Linked DNA regions of Mus musculus: region 1 is linked to region 2. Evidence: chromatin contacts called from public ChIA-PET data. All regions are on one chromosome and are shown on one strand. Each heading gives the region's core, a stretch centred on a gene start, on an enhancer-like site or on the middle of the called end of the contact. The rest is flanking DNA. Distances are from core to core; before and after follow the strand shown. Region 1 has its middle 32 kb from the start of Gm31753. Region 2 holds the start of Traf3ip3 (TRAF3 interacting protein 3).

Region 1 (6,301 bases), core at 859-3,358, 250 kb before region 2:
CGGAATTTTCTCTATCTTAAAGTGACTTCCGGAGCCCCCAGGACAGTTATTTTAGAAAAGGTTGAAAGTAAGTTTTCAGGCCTGTGGGCTAATGCACTTCCCTCCGAAAAGAGTGATTCTTAGAGGCGCTCAGAAGCTGGGAAGCTAGCCATAAATAAGGCTTATCTGGCCTGTCCTGCATTGCCAAAATTCTTTTGTTCTGAAATTTAAACAAAGACAGACCTGATGTTTTACTGACCCCTTGTGGACATAAGAGGAAATGGATTTTTCCGGCAGATTTGTATCTCCTGTCATGACTAAGGAAGCCCAACTTTCAACCTCACTGGCCTGATGGAATCCCACAAACTCTTCCATCATCATCCCAGGACTCCCAACTCCTACCCCAGGCACTGGCAGCCATCTCCACTGACCAGCTAACTGGCACTTCAGTCTGTCTGGAGAGCCACTTGACAGCACAATGCTAGATAAGGAAGGCACTGGCATAGTCCCAGGAAGCCATTACAGCACAGACTGGAGTTCCTTCCCTGCCAGAGACTCTGACTGGAGTAGGGAGCGCTGGGGATCTACATCTTACCAAGCAGCAATTCTGATTCCGTGTATTGTTCTGCAGGACCAACCTGAAAATGTCAACATGCTCAAGGTCCCTCCTCTCAGCAGTGAGGAAATTAAGACATTAAAGGGCTGTTCAGTCAGGACTGCCAATAAAGCATGTAAAAATCAATAAAGTCACACAAGCATGAAGGCCTGGGTTTGGTCTCACACCCAGGTAAAAGTTGAACATTATCCTAGTCTGCCTTCTATTGCTGTGATAACCACCACGGCCCAAAGTAGCCTGGGGGAAGGGGTTTGTTTGGCTTATACATCCTTACCTCAGACTATTATTGAAGGAAGTCAGGGCAGGAACTCAAGCAGGAGCAGGGGCAGGAACTATGTGGGAGTGCTGCTTAGCGGCTGTTCTTAGGCCCACAGTTATCTTACCTTTCTTATACAGTCCAGAACCACCTGCCTAGGGATGGTACCACCCACAGTGGGCTGGGCCTTCCCACATCAATCATTAATCAGGAAAATGCTCTACAGATGTACCCATAGGCCAATTCAATGGAGGTGTTTTCTCAGTTGCAGTTCCTCTCCCCAGATATGACTAGGTTTGTGTAAGTTGACAAAACTAAACAGTACAGGACTTATGATGGGCTATGGTCCCAGCACTGGGTTGGGCCAACAGTTGTGGTGGGCCTATGGTCCCAGCACTGAGGTAGACCAACAATTATGGTGGGCCTATGGTCCCAGCACTGGGGTGGGGCAACAAGAGGATCCCTAGGGCTCACTGGACAGCTAGCTTAGCCTTATTTGTGAGTACCAGGTTCAGTGAGAGACCTTGTCTCAAAAAAAACCAATGTAGGGCTCTTGAAGAATCACACCCAGGATGACCTCTGTCATCCGTCCATGTGTGTGTGTGTGTGTGTGTGTGTGTGTGTGTGTACATGTAATCACAGGTATCTGAGGAGGCCAAAGGCAACGGGTAAAGTTGGAGTTATAAACAGCTTTAAGTCACTCATTGTGGATGCTGGGAACTAAACTTTGGGCCTCTGGGAGAGCAGCTACTGCTCTTAACCTCAGAGCCACCTTTGATAGTCTTTATTCTGTAACCTCTTTATTCTATGGTGTAAGAGGTTACACTGGGGTCTACCAGGAGGCCACCCACCCCACCTTATAGGTGTGAAAATGGAGGCTGAGAAAGATGAAATGATAGGCAACAAAAGGCTTCAAGTTAGTGTACTTTAAACCTGAATGTCCCCCACTGCACCAATCCAATCCTATAACACTCAACCCTGATGCAACTGAAAAGCTGTCGAATTCTACACTATGTGATTCTATAGGTTAAAATTTCCTCTTGCTCTGTGGAATGAACTAAGGCCAAAGCCATGGGTATGCTTTATACCTCCGTGCATATATTACAATATGTCACATGTGATACCCATTTGCTATGCTGCAATACATTCTCAGGGAATCCAGCAAAACCGTAGCTTTAGGGTCTGCAGGCATGCTCGTACATGCATATGTCTGCACGGTCTCAAATATATGCATGTGCACACACACACACACACAATCTATCTTCAGAGAAGGCTCTGAAAGTGCAGATGGTAGAGAGATGACTAAAGCCTGCTATGATTAGACTATCCTGGGTGGTTTTAATCCAAAGGAAGAGAATAAAGAATTCTAAATAAGGAGTGATCAAACATGCAGTTACTTTTGCTTGTTCTCGCAGCCTTGTTAATATTACTGCAAAGGGATTTTCAAAGCACAGGTTCTCAAAAGCATAGAAACAAAATGATACAAGCAACAAAATGTTAGAAGCTGCAAAACAGAGTCGTACCTTAATGACTAAGCAAACAAAATGTTAACCCGAAGCCAGCAGTAGAGATACCTCATAAGTGAGGCAGTCTATACCGACAGTACTACAAAGGCTTGGGGACTCACAGAGCAGACACCACTCTGGAGTGTGAAGGAGGCTGGAACTGAAGACAGGAGGTCATGTCTCACTGAGGTCACATATACTGGTTACTCTTCTCACCCTGACAAGAGGCCTGATGGATAGTATATGGCTCACAGCAGTGGCAAAGGAATGCCACTGGAACACTTTACATCTTAGCAGTTTGGGGGGAAGCAAAAAGGGAGGGAAAGAGGGAAAGAGAAAGAGAGAGAACTCAGGCCCACCATACAGCAACCCACTTCCTCTTGCTAAAACCCACTTCTTAAAAGAAACTCTTAAAACAGTGCTACCAGCTGCAGACTAAATGTGCATCGAACGAAGCCTTAGTCCCCAGCTAGAAGTGGTCAGAGATGCCCTAGTTTGTTTCTCTATTGTTGTGATAAACTTCTCACCAAAAGCAATTTGGGGAGCAAAGAGTTTCTTTGGCTTATAAGTTGCAGTTTGTCTTAGAGGGAAGTCAAGGCAGAAGCTGAAGCCGAGAACACAGAGGTGCAGCTTGCTCTCCAAGACTTGCTCACCTTGCTTCCTTATACCACCTAGGCCCACACTGCCCAAAATGGGCTGGGCCTTCTTCCATCAATTAGCAATCAAAAAGATGCCCCTACACACTTACCTACAGGCCAAGCTGATGAAAGGAATTCCTCGGTGGAGGTTTCCCTCCTCCCAGGTGACTCTAGTTTGCTTCAAGTTGATCAGAATTAACCAGCACCGGATGTAATGAAACCCAAAAGGTGGCAGGTTCTGAGAGGTCTACGGGTCATTGAGGTGCTCCCTGGAAAGGGACAGAGAGACTCTGAAACCTCTTTCCTCTTTTTTCATGGCCTGCTCATGAGGTGAGCCGCGGTGACCAACAGCGCACTCTCTCCTGTAATGTGCCAACTTGTCTAGACCAAGGAATGAAACCTCTGAAAAGGAACCAGAGCAAGTCTCCCCTCTTTTTATGTTGGTTACCTCAGGTATTTGTCACAATGGTGGGAAGCACCTCCTGAGGCTCACACAAATCTTTCCTCCCAAGTACCCAGGTGTGGCATCTCTCCTACCCAGACAGAAGTCTGGAGTGCTCCTCTCTGAAGGGATTCAAACAAGATCTCTGGAGTGATAGACACCAGCTAGAGTTGAAGATGGTCATACTAGAAGCAGCATGAAATGAACATTTATTTCTAGCATATTGTGACCTTCAGCTGTGTCCTCCAATTGGTTTACAGAATGCCGCCAAATAAGCTGAAAATGCAAATGCCTGAGATATGATTTCTTTGGAAAATCTAGACAGCTCAAAAGGACAGTTAAGGATCTTCCATTGACCCACCCTACCACATCCCAGAGTCTCAAGCTAGCTCAAACTCCAGTGTTCATTCATTTGTAACTATGAGCAAATCACCAGCAACTCCTAAACATGAAAGGCTTCCTCCAATAAAAACATAAACACCAAAATTAGAGTATCAATAAAGGAACAGACAAGCAAGGAAGACTAGAAGTTTAAAGTTTGCATTATCAAATTCACAGGAGAGGTGTATGTGTGAGACAGAAACAGCATAATTAAAGGGAAATTAAGACAACCGAAAATATCCTTGGATGAGTGCAGAAATAGAATATTCAACAGAAATGTTCAAGGTTAGTTTGAGGACTGTGGATGTGGCTCAGTTGGTAGAAAGCTTGTGCCGTGCCCTTGGTTATGTCTATACCACACAAACTGGACGTGGTGGTACCCACTTGTGATTTCAACACTCAGGAAGCAGAGGCAGGAAGATCTGAAGTTCAAGGTCATTCATGGCTGCAATGCACGCTCATAGCCAGCCTGGGCTGGGCAAATGGGACCTTATCTGGGAAAGAAAAAGTAACTTAAGGAAATTTCCTAAATAGAGGGGAAGGAGAGGGCGAGAGGGCGAGAGGGCGAGAGAGAGAGCCATTTTCCTCCCTTGGGCTTCCACAACAGAACACCATGGGCCAGGCAGTTTATAACTGTTCTGGAGGCTGAGAAGACCAAATGCTGGAGAATTCCCTGGTTTACTGAAGGCCATCCTTCCAGTGTAACCTTTTCAGGGCAGAAGTGGAGAAGGGCTCTCAATGGCACTTAGAAACATCCGTGTGTGTGTGTGTGTGTGTGTGTCTGTCTGTCTGTCTGTCTGTCTGTGTGTCTGTCTACTTGTCTGTGTTTGTGTGTATATCTGTAGCTGTGTGTGTGCATGTGCACTCATGCTACAGTACCCCAGTATGTGGGAGGAGGTTACTATAAGGTTACAACCTTGTAGAACATTGTCTTCCATCTTCCAGCTTGAGATGGTCTCTCTTGTTCGCCTCTACCTACTCCTCCAGGCTACCTGGGCTGCAAACTTCTGGGGATTCTCTTGTCTCTGCCTTCCATCTCCCAGTTGGAGGACCAAAATCACAGATTTTCATTATCACATCTGACTTTACATGAGTTCCAGGATCAGAACTCAGGTCTTTATAGTCACAAAGCAAGCACTTTGTCTACTGATCTGTCTCCCTAGTACCAAGGTCACTTTTATTAGGACACTAACCCCACTCCTGAGGGCTCCACCTTCTTGACCTGAACATGTTTCAACCTCACCCCGATACCATCACATCAGAGATTCAATTTCAACGTGCCACTTTGAGGAGGACACAAACATTGAGTCCATATCCAGAAAGGAAGAGAAAATTAACAGAGCCACAAAGCTCCAACATTCAAATAAGACAGTGGAGAGAGAGCCAACAGAGAGCATAAAAGCATTTGTGAATCTAATCAATGGACTTTCTATAGTTAAAACACAGGCATTTCCTGGTTGAAATGGCCTGTTAAATAGCCATCAAAAGGCCAGTGGCATTATAGTTCTTATAATGTCAAAACAAGAAAGGAAATTAGGGTGCTCTAGAATCTTTTTGGAGTGGTGTGGTCAGAGGAATGTGAAGATATATATATGGTGGGTGGCTGGATTGAGAATGGCCCCATAAGCTCATGTGTTTGAACACCTGGTCCCCAGTTGGTACCACTGTTTGCAGAGGTTAAGGGTACATTTAGGAAGTGAGTCATGCTGGAGGAAGTCCATTGCTGGTGACAAGCTGTGAGAGTTTACAGCCTAAACACTCTCCAGTGGGTTCTCTGCTTTGTGTTTGTAGTTTTGTTTTTAACAACATACTTGTCTTGGTTTGGGTTTTATTGCTGTGAAGAGACACCATGACCAAGGAAATTCCTATAAAAAAAAAAAAAAAAAAACCAACAGCACATAATTGGGGCTGGCTTACACTTTCAGAGGTTTGGTTCATTATCATCACAGTGGGAAGCATGTGGGCGGGAAGTGTGACAGTGTGTAGGCAGACTTGGTGCTGGAGGAGCAAAGAGTTCTACATCTTGAACCTAAGGCCACTAGAAGAAGACTGACTCTTCTGCACCAGACAGGGCTTGAACACAAGGAGCCCTCAAAGCCCACCTACACAGTGACACATGTCTACCAACAAGGCCACACCTCCTAATAGAAGCACTTCCAGTAGGCCAAATATATTCAAACCACCACAATACTTTTATAAAAATATTTTTTTTCAGGGCTAGAGAAATGATTCAGTGGCTAAGAGCACTTATTGGATCCAAGTTTCAGCCCCAGCATTCAAATTTGGCAGCTCACAACTACTTATACTACAGTTCTGGAGAATCCAACACCTGAAGGTCTGCCCCCCCACATGGTGCACACAAATTTATGGAGGCATACATACATACACATGAATAAAAGTAAATAAATAACTTAAAATTGTTTTTCAAAAGCTATTGAGAAGCCAAACATGGCAGCACACACCTAAAATTCTAGCACTCAGGAC
Region 2 (6,162 bases), core at 2,969-5,468:
AGAGGTGCTCTGTAAAGGAATCCTTCTACACTGTGGACAGTCATCTCCGATCTGAATTTTTGTTCCATTAGAATGTTAAAGTTCATGTTCTGACAGTGTGAATTAAGATTTGTTTGTGTTTGATTTTCCAGTGGTTAATAATTACCAGGAATTGATGCTAGGACACATGACATCTTTCCAATAATAAAGAAATCATTAAACAGCCCTAACAGTGAAAGCTCTGACAACAGGAAACATATTTATAACTTAGTACCAAATTTAAACAAAAAAACACAATGATGGGTAAAAACCCATGTGTAAAAACAAAAGATGGGTAGCTATGGACAGAAACTAAAAAGACAAGAAAGGCAGGGAACTTACTGTTCCTGTCAGGCAGTGGGATTTTTAAGATCTTTTAGGGCCAAACCTGTGGTGTACACCTACAATCTTATTGCTTGGCAGGACCAGAAGTTTAGTTTAAGACCACCTTGATCTTCATGAGATTATCATAAGAGATGTTTTAATGGTGCTATGTTATACTTTTTATAAAACTGAAGAAAGAGCGATTTTGAGTTCTTCCCAGCCAGTTTTCAGTGTGTCTACCCTCTCCCATAGGCTGGCAGTGCAGTATACATCCCCTGTGCTTTAGTGGGTAGGTTCAGAACAACTTCCCTGCGTTGATACCCGTGACAGATCATGCCAAATAAGAACAGATTTGAAAGGTGTATGTCAAAAAGTAGAACAGGCTATGGGGAGGGAGGGACTCCCTCTGGAGTGGGCACCATTTGTGACGTAATCAGGATAGTTTAACCGGGGCTGGACCTATCAGATAAATAGTGACCACACTACTAAATAACTACCTTACTTTAGAGTCCAGGTCTCTAGAATCAGACAGTACTTAAGGAGTCACCTCTGCTGAGTCCTTGGGACTCTGAGCTGAAGCCGTTTGTGAGGGTTCTGACCTCAAAAGTCATAGGAGTAAATGGCTTTTACACGGCAAGGAGTGGAAGCATTTCGTATTTTTATAAAGGATGATTTGCTAACTTGGTAATTTATATAAATCTGTCCATAAGTAAGCAATGTCATTATCTTAGTCTCCAAGTACTGCTTGTTAGTTCAAGCACTACCTAGAAGAAGAGGTGGGAGCTTAGGCTGGGCCCTGAAAAAGTGGGACACTTCCCAGTATAGAAAACAGCCCTTCAGGATGAGGGGAAATTTTAACTCGTGTGCTTTTCTTCCTTGTCACAGAGGAGGGAAGAAAGACACTGAGATGATGCTCTGAAAACTGACAGCAGTGTGTCCTGTGTTGGCTGGAAGGCCTCCTTTTTCAGTCTACCTTAACTTCGCTTTTCTGTCAGTTACTACATATGTGTATACCCATCTATCCATGATAAACCCCTCTCCAGGCCTGAGGATATATCCTGAAGGATGATAAAATTAAAGCTTAGTGTGCCCCCTCTTATCATATTAGGACAAAAAAGTAACTTGCCCTTTGCAATGCTGGATCCTAAGAACAGATCCTGATATAGGTGCACTATGGCAAGCCTTTGGGTCTTCAGCACTGTTGAGCTAAACAGCAGAGAGAGATGCATTAGCTATGCTGATTCAGGACAAGTGCTGTGTCAGGGACACACATGCTACAGTAAACCACAAGGCAGTTGGAGGTGCGGCAAGCAAAGGGGGATTAGATGAGAGCTCTTAAATTATCCCAGTGGCAAAGGTCAATAACAAGGGTGACAGCTGTCCAAGATTAAACAGGCCAGATGCCCTTTCAGAAGCTGTAAGGTGTGTGTGTGTGTGTGTGTGTGTGTACATGCCCACACACATGTGCATGTGTTACTAGATATATACGTGTGTATGTGGCATGCATATGACTGTGTGTGTGAGGTTGCAATGGGCTTTGTACAAGGTTGTGGCTCTGGCTGTAATGTAATTTTTTTTCATGTAGGGTATATGGGCTGGCCTCAGACTCCCTATGCAGCAAGGAATGACCTTGAACTCCTAATCTTCCTGCCTCCACATTCAGAGCTCTGAGATTATATGTATACACCACCATGATCAATTTATGTGGTACTACAGATGAAACTCAGCCTCATGCAAGTTGGATGGATAGTAAATAGTTCTTGATAACAGGCAGTCACCTCACAGAATCTATACAACAAACACAGATCTTGTCTACCGTGAACCCTTCTTATACAGAAAACCGAGATTTTTATGTCTAAATGACACTCCACCAACAAGGCCCACACAGACCCCACAGAGGGCTGAGTGCCTGATCTGCCACAGATGTGGACTGCAACTAGCTCCATGTAGCATAGCAGACAACCTTGTAAATGTAGGGGATGAATACTATTGCTCCCACCCAATGACTGGATGTTGGACCACCTCTGAGATGTGTGGACATCTGATTTAAAAGTGACCAGCAAAATCCTTGAAAGACTAAAGAGCAAAGTCTTCGAAAGACTAACAACAGTTTGCCTACCCCAGACCTCCTGACAGACTCAAGGTTTGTCAATCAGCTTTCCCTCGCCTTAACAAACTCCCCCAAAAAATAAGTTATGAAGAGAGAAGTTTGGAAGGTTCATTCCATGATCAGTTACCTCAGACGTTTCCAGGCCTGTGATGAGGTGAACAGCAGAGCAGAACTTCGTGATAGGGCAAAAGCTCACCTCATGACTAGAAAGTAAAAAGTGGAGAGAAGAGCCTAGATGGACTCTCCCCTCTGAGGACACACTACCAACAGTCTAACTGCCTCCCAATAAGCCCATTCCCAAGATTCTAGCACCTTCCAGCAGTGCTGAGGTGGGGAGCTAGGCTCTGAGATGTGGAACTTTGGGGGATCCAAACCACAGCATATAGATAGATAGATAGATAGATAGATAGATAGATAGATAGATACCACTAGTAGACTAATAAAAGTACCTGGAGCTTTATTCTAGAATAAATTACTTGGGCTGGTAATGCACTCATGTATTCATGCACCCATGCACTCATGCACTCATGTACCCATGTACTCATGAACCCATGCTATGTGACTTTGAACTTGCATTAACATTAGTCCCAGTAGCATGAGTATAGCACCCAAAGAGTACCCAGCCATAGATAAGAATTTGATCTCTGTATACATTTCTATATAGTTTTTAATAAAGTCCAAAAGGATCTATGGCAATTCTGATACAATCTCCTGTCTCCCTGTGTTCTCGGGTATTTCTCACCCTAGGAGCCTCCTTGGTCTGGGTTCTAGTATAAGAATCTGGCCTGCGTGCTTCCTTCCTGCCTACTTCTTGACTTTTTCTCTTAAGAGAATGAGGAAATAGCAGTCATGAAGAGGACTGTGATAAGTTCTCCATGTTAACAAAACTTATCCTAGCTACTTGAATATATCATTATCTGCCTCACACCTGCTTCATACCTGTCTCACACCTGCCTCACACCTGTCTCACACCTGCCTCACACATTTCGAACTGTATAGTCTCCATACTGAGTGGCTTGTTCAGAAGGTTGCAGAGCAGTCCTTGAACTTGTACAAACTCAGTTTCCTGTTTATCTATCCTGAGTTGCTCTGGGATTTCCCATTTGTAAGTTTCTTTTTAATGTATCAGTTCTCTTTAATTTTTCCCAAAATTTCTTAGTTCAATTCACTGGGATTTTTCAGATTCTTTTGGCTACCTGCCTTCTGCCCTCTAGCCCTCCATATTTCACCCCTCCACACTGCCTCATAAAGACATGAATCCAGGATGCCCTCAAGGATCTGGAACTCCACAAAACACACAGATCCTTCAGACCACAGGAGACTCTACCCAATGCCAGTATTGGGAAAAAGAGACTCCAAACAGCTAGATGGTATGAGAAACATCCCTCCTGGGTCTTACCACAGAAGTGGCAAGGTATAGATATGGCCCAGAATTCATCCCTGTGTAGTCCTAGAAAAACATTTTTTTTTAAACAGGGTTTCATGTAGCTCAGGCTAGCCTTGAACTCAATATGGATGATCTTGACCTCCTGGTCCTCCTGCCTCTACTTCCTGAATGCCGGGGTTTCAGGTCTGGCTTTTAATGCTGGGGGTGGAGTCTAGGGCTTTGTGCTTGCTAGGCAAGTAAGCACTCTACCTACCGAGCTACAGCACCAACCAGAGGAAGTGAATACTGGGCTGAAACTGCCAGAGAGCAGACCAATCAGGTAGTTGGAGAGTGGGTGCCTGGGTGGACTTCCTCACCAGCCCTGGAGGCCCCAAGAGTGCAGGGGCCCTCTCAAATTGCTAAGGGCAAGGAGAGGAACTGAGGTTTGTGAACACTGTGGCTTGTGTTTCCTGTTTCAGCATGCTGCTGTGCGAAAATAACGTCAGTATAAGAAGAAAATGGTGAGGGGGTTTAGAAACTTCTTCAGAAACTCGGCTTGACAGCTTCCCCAGCCTTCTGAGACCAGAGAGACCTAGAAAGAAAGGGCTGAAGGCTCTCCTGAGACACTTGAGACAGAACCTGGGACTTGAGGTAACTGTGGAGGAAGATGCTTTGGGATCTTGGTTTGGATCTGCTGACTTAGGGTGGGGCAGAATACGCTCTGCCATGCCAGCCTCCTGCGTAGCAGCAGGTGGTAGAATGTACTCGATGGGGCTTGTATGACAAAAAAACATCCTGTGCTAGAGACCTCAGGCAACCACAGGGTATGGCTCCCAGCTCTGCTCCGTCTGATGGCTTCGGTTAGGTGTGAGTTGCATGGCTTGGTGTTGGTGTGCTCTGCATCCATAACACAAATTAAATGACTTTTCCCAATCCCTTCAATGTAGGGATCCCTGTAACAGGCTCTTCAGCTCCCGCTGAGAACTCTGAACTAAGAAGGCCAGATTCGTGTAGGAAGCCACCCATCATCTCCTCTGCATACACAGCCAGGAGGTAGGTGCAAAACTGTGGCAAGTCAACATGTCTGTAGTTGAGGGGCAGTGTGCTGCTGTCTTCCTGTGCAGGAAGGAGAGCCTTCCCTAGCCAGTACTAGCCCTTCCTCCGAGCTCTAACTAGGCCCTTTCATGTTGGCCAGGGGTACCTCAGAAACTACAGAAATCCTGGGCAGTGGCCTTGTGACCTTTTTCTGAACTACAGGACCAGTTCCTTTTTTTCTATAGCCTGTCCCTGTCCATCAGACTTTCCATAGCCTACTTGCGTTAAAGCAAGCCAGGATGATCCCACCATCCTAGAAGGCTGTGTGGTTCCATACAGGTGTCACGCCACACCCCAGGAGGTGTAGAAGGCTATGGGTTTGGAGACACTCCTCTCTCTAGGGAGCCATTCCTATTGCAACTTCCTAAGCATTAAGACCTAATGATGCAGAGAGTAAAATAGCCATATTTCAGTGGCCCTACAGACAATAGATGGAGAACAGGAAGAGACATCCTCACAGACCTGTTCTCAACCCCTCAGACCTTTCTTCTTCCCGTCTGGAAGGTAGGGAACCTGGGAGCTCCCTCTGGTAAGTCCCACAGTGGGGAGCCTAAGCCCTCACACTTATAATGGCATCTCCTTTCTTCACCTACCTGTTCTTTGACTTCCTGTCTGACCTAATTGAGTTGATGATTACATCCAGACCACACAGAAGTGTTTTGTCCTTGTAACCCAAACTCAGAGACTACAGGAACCACAGTAAAATTATTCCAAGATGGAGCTACAAGCCCTGTTCAGAACTGAGAGTGGGAGTAGGGGAGTCAGAGGGCAAAATTGATCATTCTCTGTCCTACAGTCTGGCGTTCCCTGGGGCATTTGATTCACAGCACCAAGTTTTCAGTATTCAGCGCCAGCCATGATAACTACAATATTTTTATATCTATTATTTTTAAAAGGCTGTCGCTTATCATATGCCATGTGGTAGGTATATGGTGTGGGTGTTGGGTGTTGTCTTTTAAGGTTCATGCCCCTTCAAGGGAAGTTTTAGCCCCATCTTATAAATAAGAACACTGAGGCTTAGCAACCCCCCCCCCCCCACACACACACACATACCTGTTTGGTGGGTATTGACAACCTAGAAGTGAGTCACAGTCTGGCCCCAAAGCAAGGGTTCCCCTCCTTCAGTGAAGACAGAATAATCGGGTGCTGTGGCTTGAAGATGCACATGTATGTAATTCCAAGTCTCCTCTATATATTCATTTATGACAAAACACAAGTAGGCTTTTTGGCTCATTTTCTACATAATTCA

What was found. ChIA-PET counts read pairs in DNA pulled down with a chosen protein or histone mark.
Region 1: an RNA polymerase II ChIA-PET map of memory CD8 T cells shows a contact between it and region 2, with 13 read pairs. The contact joins the enhancer-like site here to the promoter of Traf3ip3 in region 2. A contact is called at or near these places in 1 of 15 datasets of contacts at CTCF or cohesin (CD8 T cells), 2 of 484 Hi-C or Micro-C datasets (embryonic stem cells and liver), 1 of 115 datasets of contacts at active chromatin or transcription factors (memory CD8 T cells) and 1 of 9 other capture datasets (adipose tissue).

Annotation. Positions count from the first base shown.
Region 1 is chr1:193,443,663-193,449,963 of GRCm38.p6, reverse strand. No RefSeq gene overlaps it. Among named protein-coding and RNA genes, the nearest start is that of Gm31753, 32 kb to the left of the region's middle. RefSeq lists an enhancer at 1-635. Within about 2 kb of position 2,108, at least 32 of the 459 cell types and tissues checked have an H3K27ac peak or open chromatin away from gene starts, as enhancers often do. A contact at or near this core is called in CD8 T cells and memory CD8 T cells, where this site is marked.
Region 2 is chr1:193,199,602-193,205,763 of GRCm38.p6, reverse strand. It overlaps Traf3ip3 (TRAF3 interacting protein 3), which reads left to right and starts at 4,218. Exons shown (of 16, transcript NM_153137.4): 1 at 4,218-4,469; 2 at 4,766-4,871.